Linked DNA regions of Sus scrofa: all the other regions are linked to region 2. Evidence: chromatin contacts called from public Hi-C and promoter capture Hi-C data. All regions are on one chromosome and are shown on one strand. The core of a region is the stretch at or near the end of the contact, and the rest is flanking DNA. Distances in the headings are between cores, read along the strand shown. Region 1 holds the start of ANGPTL4 (angiopoietin like 4). Region 2 holds the start of ELAVL1 (ELAV like RNA binding protein 1). Region 3 holds the start of XAB2 (pre-mRNA-splicing factor SYF1).

Region 1 (3,920 bases), core at 1,339-3,838, 290 kb before region 2:
GAAGCCCCTCATCCGCTGGGCTATGTATGGTTTGGGAGGAGGCGATGGACCCTTACTGGTGCGGGAAGGGAGAGAGAGTGGTGGGATGGAGAGGTGGGGGAGCCCTCAAGACCAGAGGGTTGGAGTTCCCGTAGTGGTGAAGTGGTTAACGAATCCAACTAGGAACCATGAGGTTGCAGGTTCGATCCCTGCCCTTGCTCAGTGGGTTAAGGGTCCAGCGTTGCTGTGAGCTGTGGTGTAGGTTGCAGATTTAGCTCGGATCCCACATTGCAGTGGCTCTGGCGTAGGCAGGTGGCTACAGCTCCGATTCGACCCCTAGCCTTGGAACCTCCATATGCCACGGGAGCGGCCCTAGAAAACGCAAAAAAAAAAAAAAAAGGCCAGAGGGCTGGAAGCCAGCAAGCAGCCTGTGGGCATGAAGAGGGAGATCAGAACTTTCACCCAGTTGGCTGCTGGCTGCCGCAGATGCCAGGCGATGGGTAGGAGGACCACTGGGAAGCCAGCCAGGTCTGGAGTAGTGAACTTAGGGTGGGACTGAGACACTGGGAGCTGGAAGCTTGTGTCAGGCACACACGGGCATGCGAGACTGGAGATCTGGGGTGCTCTGGGACGTATGCAATTAAGGACCCAGAGTTTGTAGCAGTTGGGAGGTGGGAAGGGGTGAGCAGGGACTTCCGGGCCAAGGGAAGGGTGAGGAACCAGGTGTGGGGGTCAGGAGCCCTGGATTTGTAAGAGATGCAAGAGTGAGTGGTGTAACCGAATCACTTTGCTGTATAGCAGAAATTATCACAACATTGTAAATCAACTCTACTTCCATAAAACTTTAAAAATGAGAAAAAAGGAAAAAGTAGGCTAGGGCAGGGAGATGAGGCTCCCCTGACCCAGCCTCCCCTCCCAGATCCACACTCTATAAGAGACCATGGGGGCAGCAAACATCAGAACCTCCCCTTCCAGGCAGCCATTCTCTCTTCACCCACTAAAGGCTCCAGCATCCCTGACTGGCACCCCTTTGTCCACCATCCCACCCTCCTAGAAGGTTCTAACCTCCAGGAAGGTGTCCCTGAGCTGTATTACCCCTTTCCTCACACCCTTGCTGCTCAAGTCCCTCTTGGACCCTCTTTCCCAACCCCTGCTCCTTTCTTTTCTTTTCTTTTTTTAGGGCCCCACTGTAGCATATGGAAGTTCCCAGAATAGGGATCAAATCAGAGCTGCAGCTGCCAGCCTACACCATAGCCACAGCGACATAGGATCCTAGCCACATCTGCGATCACACCAAAGCTCAGGAGAACGCCGGATCCTTAATCCACTGAGTGGGGCCAGGGATAAGAACTTGTAACCTCGTGGATACTAGTCAGGTTTGTTACTACGAACCACAAAGGAAACTCCCCCTGCTCCATTTAGTGGCCAGCGAGGTTATGGGGAAAGCCCACTGGCTTGCTGGGAAGAAGGGTAGGGTTGCCCAGCTGGGCAGGGTCAGGGATAAGGAGAGGGGTCCCCCCGTCACGCCTTCACAGGAGACCCCTAAGTTCACAGGAACTCAGGGCCAGGACTTTTCTCCTCCTCAGTAAGGTGGACCTGACAAGGAGTGGGGCAAGAATGGTAAGTGCGTGTGGGGGGTGTTGCTAGAGAACAGCAAAGGGCTGGACACTCACTGTGCAGGCGGCTGATATTGTGAGCTGGGCCAGCAGGCTGGGTCATCTTGGGTAGTCTTTTTCTCCTGGCAGCCTTGGCCACCCCATGGCCCAGGTGCATGGGAGCCAAGTGGTCCAGCTGGGAAAGGACAGGAGGAGGGTTTCAGGTCTGGCTGGCTCAAGCTGCCTGACCTGCCTGGCTGCACGTCCACACCCACAGGTCCAATTTCAACTACCCTCCCCATCTGGAGCAAGTATTGGGTACCTGGCCCTGCAAATTCTGGATTCTCAAGTGCTGCTTCTCCAGGTGCCGCTGCTGCTGGGCCACCTTCTGGAAGAGTTGCTGAATCTTGCTGTTCTGAGCCTTGAGCTGAGTCTGGGGAGAATGGGAAAACCCTGGTGAGGACCTGGCCTTCTGCCGCCAACTTCTTCCAACTCTCCATTCTTTGATTCTGGGGAAGGAAAGCCCAGGGAATCCGGGATGCGCCCCTTCCTGTCCACACCTTTACCGAGCAGTAGCAACGTACGTACCTGCAAGCTGTGGAGGGTCTCCGGGGCGGCGTCGCTTTGGGAAGGGACCAGATTCCCCGCGGTGAGAGGAGGCACGGCGGACCCCTCCGGGTCTTTGCAGGCGGCCCCGCACGCGCTCAGACGCCGTTCCAGCGCTCCTAGTTGCCCACGGGTGCGCTCCACGTGCTCCCGCAGCCCGCGGCCGAGCTGCAGGAGCCCGTGCGCCAGCACATTCACCTCGTCCCAGGACGCGAAGCGCGGCGCCTCAGGAGGTTCCGGGCTGCCCTGCGCGCTTAGCAGCCCAGCGGTGGCGGCGCACAGCACCAGCGCTGCTCTGGCTGTCGGCGCAGAGCGCATCCTTCCAGGTGGTCCGGAGGCTGGGACGCGAGGATTTCGGGACGCTGGGGCGAGGGGGCGCAAGGAGGACTCAGAGGTCGTGATGTGAGGGCTGGAGATGTGGAGGCCCGGGCGGAGACTCGCTTGGGTAGCGAAGCCAGAGGAAAGATTCGAATCACAGCCACCGGCGGTCCGCTTTGCATATCCCCTCGACGCCCTCTATTTTAAGCCCAGCGATGTAAGAGGCGGAGGAGGGAGGCGGGGCGCGGGGACTTCCGGGGGGCGGGGCGTGGGGTTCAGGGTGGGGTTCTGGACTCTTGAGGCAGCGTATTTACGGGAGTGGGGGATGCGCCCTCTGGGCGCAGAACTCTGGCTCCTCCCACCAGTCCCAGAGTGTCTCCACTGTTGTGCCTGGAGTACGTGATTCTTCCTCTCCCCGCGGTCCCCTTTCGAGTCCCCCCAACCCGCCCCCGCCACGCTCAGTGGGGATGGGGGAGGCGGGGGGCGGCATTCCTGACCCCCTCCCCAGCTCAAAAGCTGGCTAAGAAGGCCCTGGTGCGCTGAGCCTTGCAGAGCTAGGCGGAAACCTATGGACACTCCAAACACCTCCGCCCCTTGGAGACCTTCCGGGAGACATCGCGATCCCACGCTCTTTCCCGCTTAAGGCTTCGTCATTGCAGTTATGTTTGCGGGATTCCTTAACGTCCCTTATCCCACCCCGTACAACTTAGTGCTCTAGTGTTAGGGCCCTTCTGTCTTGTCGTCTCCGGCTGGAGCCTCGCTCCTCACTGCCCACTCTCTACCCTCAGGGTCCTCAGTGTCTGAGTCTTTGTCTGAATCAAGCAGGAACCTCGGAACAGAAAGAGGGGATAGGGAGTTCTCTTGTGGTGCAGCGGGTTAAGGAATCCGGCATTGTCACTGCTATGGTTGGGGTTTGATCCCTGGCCTGGGAACTTCCATGTGGCATGGGGCATAGCCCTCCCAAAAAAGGGGGAAAAAAAAAAAAAAAAAAGGATACAAGGAAGGAAACCCACCCCTCCTCCCTCATTCACTCATTTAACAAGCAGTCCTTTACTCTCCTGCAAGGAATTCCCAGGCTGGTGGAGAGACCCCAACGCTCTGAGCCTGGGACAAGGGCAGAGCTGAGACAGTGAAGGAATTGAGTGAGGGCATGACATGGACCATGTTCCACAAGGATAAGCATTTATTCTCAGCAAACTTTTTCTAAAGTCTTCCCCCTCCATCCCCACCAACTAATTTCATTATTTTTTTTTTTTCCAGAAAATTGAGGTTGGAGTAGAAAAACCAGCTTGCCAGGAAGAACCCTGGGCACGCTGGCTCAGAGCACAGGCAAGAAGAACAGAGTTGACTCAGCAGAGTTCTGAGCCAGCTCAGCCTCTGGAATCTGAAACTGCGTGCCCTGGGGCTGACGTGCAGGTCACC
Region 2 (3,997 bases), core at 848-3,347:
ATCATGGTGACAATGATTATAGCTCCCTTCTCACAGAGCTATTGTGAGGACTCCACAGAGCTCACATAGAGCGTTTTGCACACAGTATAAGCTCTATTCAGGGTATTGCAATTGTCACCATTCTATTAAATCTATGCCATCCACTATGGGAGCCACAGGCTTTAGGTGACCAATTTTTTTTTCTTATTTTTTTTTTTTTTACCAAATTTAAATTAAATAAAAATTGAAGTTCCCATTGTGGCTCAGGAGTAAAGAACCTGACGTTGTCTCTGTGAGGATATCAGTTCAATCCCTGGCCTTGAGAGCTGCGGCACAGGTTGCAGATGTGGCGCGGATTGGGCATTGCTGTGGCTGTGGCGTAGGCTGGCAGCTGTAGTTCTGATTCAACCCTTAGCTTGGGAACTTCCATATGCCACAGATGGGGACATAAAAAAAAAGTAAAAATTAAGTACATTAAAAACCTGGGAATTCTCGCTCCAGCACAGTGGGAACAAATCTGACTAGTATCCATGAGGATGTGGGTTTCATCCCTGACCTCGCTCAGTGGGTCGGAAATCTGGCATTGCCGTGAGCTGTGGTGTGGGTCGAAGACACAGCTTGAATCCCAAGTTGCTGTGGCTGTGGTGCAGGCTGGCAGCTGTAGCTCCAATTTGGCCCCTAGCCTGGGAACTTCCATATGCCATGGGTGCGGTCCTAAAAAGCAAACAACAACAACAACACCCCTCAGTTCTTCAGTACCATGTGCCACCAGCCACATGTCAACTGCCCAAAAGCCACATGGAGCTGGTGATTATTAAATGAGACACTGCTGATTAAAAGGCATGCCCATGATGGGAGAAAGTTCTGTTGGATAAACATGACACTATACTACACTATGATTATTTTTTCAGTGTTCTTGACTCTTTCTGGTCCTTCTGCAGATCCTATTGTCTCAATCTTCCTAACAGTCCTCTTTCAAACTGAAATCCCCACATTCCTCACCTATGCCCTCTGTCCAATTTACTTTTCCTCTTACCACTTTTCACCACTGTGTGTGGAATCCACTTGATTTCTTTTCTGCCTCCTCATCTAGCACTGCACGGTCTCATACAGTAGTCACTGGCAACTGCGCTGTTGAGCCCTTGAAACGTAGCCAGTCCAACTTCAGAAGCGCTGTGAGTGTAAAAAAACACCAGATTTCAAAAGCACGTAAAGAAGGAAAAAAAAAAAAAAACATAAAAAGATCTCAGAACTTTTTATATTGGTTACATGTTGAAACAGCTTTTTGGACATAAATTGGGTTCAATAAAACACATCATTAAAATTAACATCTCCTGTTTCTTTTTATTTTTCCCCCTCTAGCATGGCTATAAGAAACGTTAAATTACTCATGTGGCTAACATTTGTGGTACGCTTATACCGCTCTTGGACAGAGCCAGCCTAGAATGTCAACCAAATAGAGGCAGGTATTTTGGCTAGTTCACTGTGCACACATTGACTGGCACGTAGTAGGCACTCAATTAAATTTTAATGAATGGGTGTTAGGCTGAGCATCGGGGTAAACTGCTAGCTCTGATAAGCAACACTGATGGAACGCTGACGGCATCCCATGCCCCGCCTACTCATTACACCAGATAAGGAAACTGAGGCCCGCCGAGGTGACGTCAGCCCCTGCCCAAGGGTACGTAGTGCGGAAACGCTGGGGCCAGGATTCGAACCCGAGTCCTGCCTTTACAGTCCTGGTGCACTGACCGCTCCTACCTTGTAGGGTGGTAACGGTGGCCGCGGCGGCGGTGGGACACATAGGCTCGAGACACACAAAATGCCCCCGATAAAGGGCGCGGCTCTTCGGTCACCGCCTTCCGTCGGCCGCCGTGGGCCAAGCCCCAACTGGCCCCCTCCGCGGCCATCGCCGGCCACCCGCGTCTCTGCCTGCCGCCGAGCCCTTCTCAGGCGGCGCCAGCCGGAAGTCCCGCCTCCGCCGCGCGCCCCGGGGCGCCGCGACAGCAACGCCGGCCAACGAGAAGCGCGCAGTGGCGGACGCTGGCCAATGGGTGCGCGCGTCGGGGGGGCGTGTCCGGGCCGCGGGCCGGAGCGGGTCGTGCGCGCTGAGGAGGAGCCGCCGCCGCCGTCGCCGTCGCCGCCGCTGCCGCCACCGCTACCGAGGCCGAGCGGAGCCGTTAGCGCCGCGCCGCCGCCGCCCGCCCGACCCGGAGCAGCCCCGGGCCATCCCGCCCGCGTCCAGGTGAGGCGGGGGCCTTCGGCGGCGCTCGACGGGGTAGGCCGCGGCAGGCCTGAGCTCGCCTGGCCGGGCCGCGGGCGCTCGCGGGCCTGCACCGGCCGAGGCCCAGGCCGCGCGGGGCTGGGAGGGGACGCGCACGGGCCTCGGCGAGCTGGCGAGGGCCGGCCGCTGTGGGCGCCGGCGACAGGCCCCGGGCCGGATTCCTTGGCCGCCGCGAGGGCCGAAAGAGGGGGACGCGGCGTGGGCACGCGCCTGGCGGCCGGGCTCCACGGCCGGGCCGGGGTAGTCTTGCAAGCCGGCTATCCGGGGGCGGGAGAGCGAAGCCAGAGACGAGGGAGTCGGGTGAGCGCCTTCAGCGCGCAGAGGTCACGGCCCACGGGCACGCTCCCCGGGGAAATCCTATACATTCTTTTGTGGTCGTTGTCAGAGGACCGCGGCCGATCTGAGGTCCTTTTAGAAGTGTGCAAACCCTTCACTATGTATGAGGGTCGAAGAAAAATATATATTTATGGACGCCATCTCTAACAAAGCTGTTTTTGAGGCGTGGGACGTTTGGGTTTGTAAAATTGTGTGTGTGTGTAAAACATAAACTGCACGCAGTTGAACAATGGAGGATGGATGTTCTTCCTTTTCCGGCGTCCTCCGCTGCTAGGCTTATTAAAATGGGTTCTAATACCTACTGTTTGTAGGGCATGTGGGGAAGAACTTCTGCAGGCCCTGCCCCTGGAGGAACAGAGCCCCCTCCCCTTTACTGAAAGTATTCCTGTGGAATCCTGAGAACCAATGTCCAGAAGTGGGACGATGGGGAGGAGGATTCAAGGGTTTTCAACCTTGGCGCTACTGACATTTGGGATCTGATCATTTTTGGTTTGTGGGGGAGGGCTGTTCTGTGTATGGTAGGATGCTGAGTAGCATCCCTGGCCTCTACCCACGAGACGCCAGCAGCATCCATGTCCCCTAGTTGTGAAGATCAAAAATATCTTCAGATGTTGCTGAAAGTATCTCACACACACACACACACACACACACACGCGCGCGCGCGCGCTTACACATGTGAGAACCACCACTGGACTAAATGATATTACCCTAAAAGTTCCCTTAGCCCCATCTCTGATGCCTTGGAACGGAAGGCTCCCAAAACGTTGAACAGATTCAGCTGTGGGAGCCTTCGTTTTCTTATCTATGAAACAGGACGGATGAGAATATTGCTGTACAGATATTAAGGATGTGGGAAACCCCAGCATTGTGTGTGACCTGTGCCTGGTAGGCATTGAATATATAACATTATAAACAGTTGACAGTGTTTAGTGAGCATTTACTAGGTGTTTTACACTCACAGACTTTTGTTTGTCTTTAGCCTTGAGGTAGGTGCCGTTGTAATTTCTATTTGGGGACAAAGAAACAGGCTTGCATGGGTCACTTAATGTGACCAGTCTCACACAGTGAAGTGTGATGATGGCAGGAGTTGAGCTCAGGCCCTCTGATTCGGAGTCTTTACTCTTAGGCACTGGATTTTACTGCCGTTATAATCGCAGGGTCCAGGGGACCTCAGTTGACATTGCATTGAATTATCATTGAGCATCTTCTGTGTACAGGATTCTGTGCTGGGATCTGTTACAAAATTCAAGGTCCATCAAGAAGCAAAGCTATATGAACATCTCAAAATGTGGAAAAAATGTTTATGTTGAAGCACTGATTTGGAGGCAGAATTTCAGTTTGGATGTGTTGAGTCTGAGGTCATGGGACAGCAAAGTGCAAAACAAGAGGAGAATTATA
Region 3 (3,805 bases), core at 600-3,099, 310 kb after region 2:
TGGCTGACCCTTCCTCATCCACAGGACGGAGGGCAGAAACGAGCCGGGACCCTCAGCCCCCAACCCCTCCTCACCCCTCAGGACCCGTCTGCTCTCAGCTTCCGTCGGAACAGCAGCCCCCAGCCCCAGACACAAGCCCCCTGAGGGCCTGAGGCATCCTGGGCCCCACTTGGCCCCTGAAAGCAGACAATAAAACACTTCCACAGGCAACAAAGAATTACGTGTGTGTTATTTCATGGGTGGAGGGGCTGGGACTCAGGCACTTGCAAGGCCTCAGGAGCTCTGCTGGGCTGCACGGAGAAGCCTTTCCTCCCGCTGCTTCCGTATCCTCTCCTTGAATTCTTCTAGCTCTTGGCGCTGGGGGAGGGGATGGGATGGGAAGGAAGGAGTGGTATAAACACCTCAAGGCCAGGACCTCTTTCCCACCACCCTTCCCCTGGCCCCCCAGACTGTAGCTTCAGAGTCCAGCCTCTATACTGGAAGCCTGTGCCAATTACAACCAGGGTCTAAGTGGGATTAGGTTCAACCTTCAGGGAGAGGGCGGTAAGGAAACCACATGTCCCTCCACTCTCAGTCCCATCATGGCAATGGGGAGCCAGGCCCCTCTGTCCTCTGGCGGAAAGAAGAATATGTCTCTTACCTGGTCCTCCTTCTCGGGGGGCCACAGCTCCCTCTGTAGGGACAACAACACAGTTGGAGCCACAAGCCAGGAGCCTCCAGAGCCCCACACCAGGGCCGGGTCGGCTCAGGGGAGGCAGACACTGGTGCCCAGCAGATTGGTGCCCCCTACCCTCCCCCACCCCCTGGAATGAACCTGTGCCCACCTTGCGCTGTATGACATAGTCCTCAAACCACTCGGCCTGATTCGCAATCCAGAACATAGCCACAGGGAAGGTGAGGTAGATGGTCATCTGGAAGGGCAGGAGTCGGATGAGCAGGGCAAGGAACTACTACCTCTGCCCCCACTGTGTGGGGGCTGCTCAGGGCCTGGAGGACCATTCTCTGGCAGAGACCAGGGATACCCCTGCAGCCCCAGAACCCCCCAAAAATTCCCACCAAGGGTACAGAAGCCACACACCTTAAAAAGTCTAGCCCCATAATCCAAGAGTCCTTACTGCTGAAAGCCCCCTTTGAGGCCAGGAGATTCCCTTTCAAAGAAAGACATGCACACACACACAGGCCCCGGGAGCAGAAGAGCTCATAGAGCATAAAGGTATCTCTTTGAGACCTCATTATCCCACCCCCCGTCAGACCCCGGAGAACCCCCAACCCCAAAAGGTCTCACGCTTCAGTCTACACCCCTAAATCTAAGAGTGCCTGCCGCACACGCACCATGAGCCCGAGATCTGCTCCAGAGCCTGGAGCGTTTCTTCCTAGAGCCCCCTCCCTATATCCCCCCTCTCAGAGGGCCTTCCTCACATGAGCCCTCCCAGAGCCCCCAGCCCAGGGCCCCCTCTTCAGGGTTTCAACTGTAAAGGTTGAAAGGCTTTCGCCCCCAGAGCGCCATCTCTCGGAGGCCCCCCTTTTCAGAGTCTCCTCATCCAGAAAGACCCGGCGCCCAGCGGTCCAACCGCTCCACTGCTCACTGACCCGAAACACCTCCAGCTTCACGCCCATCTCGCTCCTCTTGGGCTTCAAAGCCGCTTCCGCCCAAAACCAACCTTCCAGCAAGACTGCCGCTCATTAGGGGTCGGCGGTCTCTAGTGCTGAAACCGATTGGCCTGAGGAACTCTCTGGATGACGTCATCTTCGGACGCTTCTTCCTGTTTCCGGTAGCTGGCGCTGTCTAAGAGAAAGTCAACAACTCAGGCCGCGCTATTGGGAAGGGTTCAACCAATAGGAAAACGGATCTGGCCAGAGAGGGCGGCCTTCAGTCTGAGACGTCATTATAGCGCGACTCCTGCCAGTACCTGGAGCGCCCGGAAAATGGTGGTGATGGCGCGGCTCTCGAGAACCGAGCGGCCGGACCTCGTCTTTGTGAGTTCGCGGCGGGGCCGAGGATGGCTCGCGTGGGCACTCTGAGGCTTAGATGCCTCAGGGCATTGGGGCCTAGCCGCCCGAGGGAACTAGGCTAGAGCTTTGTCGGCCCGAGGGTAGGAAGAGCATTACGGGCCGGAGACGGGGACCAGGCTAGTCAAGAGCAAAGGGCTGGTGCTGGAGACCAAGTGGTCTGAGTAAAGAGCAGGTGGTCTAGATTAAGGGCTTGGCGTCCTGGTCCTGCGGCGGAAATGGGAACGCGCAGAGAATGGGAAGGAAGGGAGACGAGCTAAATCTTGGGAGGCCTGATATTTGAAGTAAAGGCATAGTGACCAGTCTAGGGTTCTGGTTTCAGTGGTAAAGTCTTGGTGTCCTGGGTAGTGGTCTAGGTCATGAGCGTTATAGTTTCTGGGATAAAGGCTTGGCATCTGAGAGAGAACCCTGGAATTGGAAGTAAAGACCTAGTGAGGTGAAGCTGCTCAGGCGATGGCCAGTGGAATCCTGAAGACTCAAAGACTTGGTGTTTGGAGTGGAAGCCTGGCATCTCCATGAGATTCCTGGTGTCTGAGTTAAAGGCTAGGCATCCTGTCCAAACCTTTCTCTCTGAGATAAGGGTCTAGCTTCCAGCTTCTGGAGGCAGAATTGAGCTAGACTCTGACTAGCGGGAGCCTGAGGTGCCAAAGGTCTGGTGTCTGAGAAGAGGTATATTGTGAAGAGGTAAGACATGGTGTCAAAAACAACAACAACAACAACAAAAAAAAAAAAAACACCAAAAAACTTGTTGTCTAGGGCAGAGGCTTGGTGTCTAAGGAGGCTGCTGATCTGGGCCAGAGACTGGGTACCAGAAGAGTGATGTCTGGGTGGTAGTCTCATGTCTAGCCTAGAACCCCGTGACCAAGGAGTCTGATGGTCTGGCTCAGATTGTAAGCAGCAGAATTCTGAGGGGTGAAAGGATAGATCAGAGTCCTGGGATATGGGCATCTGGTGACCAGGCTCTGATGGTGGGAACTGGGACCTGGGTAGGGGTCCGGAGCTTGGCGTGGAGTGGTGCTGCCCTCAGGCTCTGAGGGTAGGGTTGTCTTCTCCCCGTTCATCGGCCCTGGCAGGAGGAAGAGGACCTCCCTTATGAGGAGGAGATCATGCGGAACCAGTTCTCCGTCAAATGCTGGCTCCGCTACATTGAGTTCAAACAGGGTGCCCCGAAGCCCAGACTCAATCAGCTGTACGAGCGGGCGCTGAAGCTGCTGCCCTGCAGGTGAGGTTGGCTGCAGCTGCTCTGCCTGTCTCAGCCCCACCCCACTTGTCCCATCACACCAGAGCTGGCTAGTAGGTCCCAGGTGATTGCTATGTGTGGCACCTTTGATTGGTGAGCACACTTTCCCTGCCCATCCCCCCATGGGAGACTTGTCACCCCTCCTCAGACCCCTTCTCCCAACACTTGTCTCCTGGGGCAGGGGGAGGGTTTTAGGATCTGTAAAGCTGACCAATCACTGCCTTCCCCCCTCCCCAGCTACAAACTCTGGTACCGCTACCTGAAGGCACGCCGGGCACAGGTGAAGCACCGTTGCGTGACCGACCCAGCCTATGAAGATGTCAACAACTGCCATGAGAGGGCCTTTGTATTCATGCACAAGGTGGGGAGAGGGCATGGCTGGGCCAGGGGATGAGTAGGGAGGCAGGGCTCAGAGTCCAGGGAGGTGGACAGGGCCGGGGGTTGGAGTCCTGTGCCTCTGTGCACTCAGGGTTGAGCTAGACTTAGTTCCAGGGGGACGGGGCTTCTGGGTCCTGCTGCACTGAACGTCTGGTGTCTTTGTGGCTCAGCTGAGGT

What was found. Promoter capture Hi-C pulls out the DNA fragments that hold promoters and counts their contacts. A called contact is a pair of places that touch in the nucleus more often than the background predicts.
Region 1: a contact with region 2 is called in a promoter capture Hi-C map of liver, with 2.1 times the contacts expected there. The contact joins the promoter of ANGPTL4 here to the promoter of ELAVL1 in region 2. A contact is called at or near these places in 1 of 5 promoter capture datasets (liver) and 1 of 47 Hi-C or Micro-C datasets (liver).
Region 3: a contact with region 2 is called in a Hi-C map of heart right ventricle, with 2.9 times the contacts expected there. The contact joins the promoter of XAB2 here to the promoter of ELAVL1 in region 2. A contact is called at or near these places in 2 of 47 Hi-C or Micro-C datasets (heart right ventricle and liver).

What each region holds. Positions count from the first base shown.
Region 1 is chr2:70,910,304-70,914,223 of Sscrofa11.1, forward strand. ANGPTL4 (angiopoietin like 4) reads right to left here and starts at 2,589. Exons shown (of 7, transcript NM_001038644.1): 1 at 2,163-2,589; 2 at 1,897-2,007; 3 at 1,653-1,770. The coding sequence starts at 2,498.
Region 2 is chr2:71,205,044-71,209,040 of Sscrofa11.1, forward strand. ELAVL1 (ELAV like RNA binding protein 1) reads left to right here and starts at 2,098. Exons shown (of 6, transcript NM_001195334.1): 1 at 2,098-2,224. It also overlaps a transcript of CCL25 not described here.
Region 3 is chr2:71,519,185-71,522,989 of Sscrofa11.1, forward strand. It overlaps XAB2 (pre-mRNA-splicing factor SYF1), which reads left to right and starts at 1,850. Exons shown (of 19, transcript XM_003123151.5): 1 at 1,850-1,977; 2 at 3,084-3,232; 3 at 3,488-3,611. The coding sequence starts at 1,927. It overlaps PET100 (PET100 homolog), which reads right to left and starts at 1,636. Exons shown (of 4, transcript NM_001097466.2): 1 at 1,591-1,636; 2 at 825-911; 3 at 641-673; 4 at 211-357. The coding sequence starts at 1,617. The coding sequence ends at 274. PCP2 (Purkinje cell protein 2 homolog) reads left to right here. Exons shown (of 5, transcript XM_013987340.2): 5 at 25-210. The coding sequence ends at 144.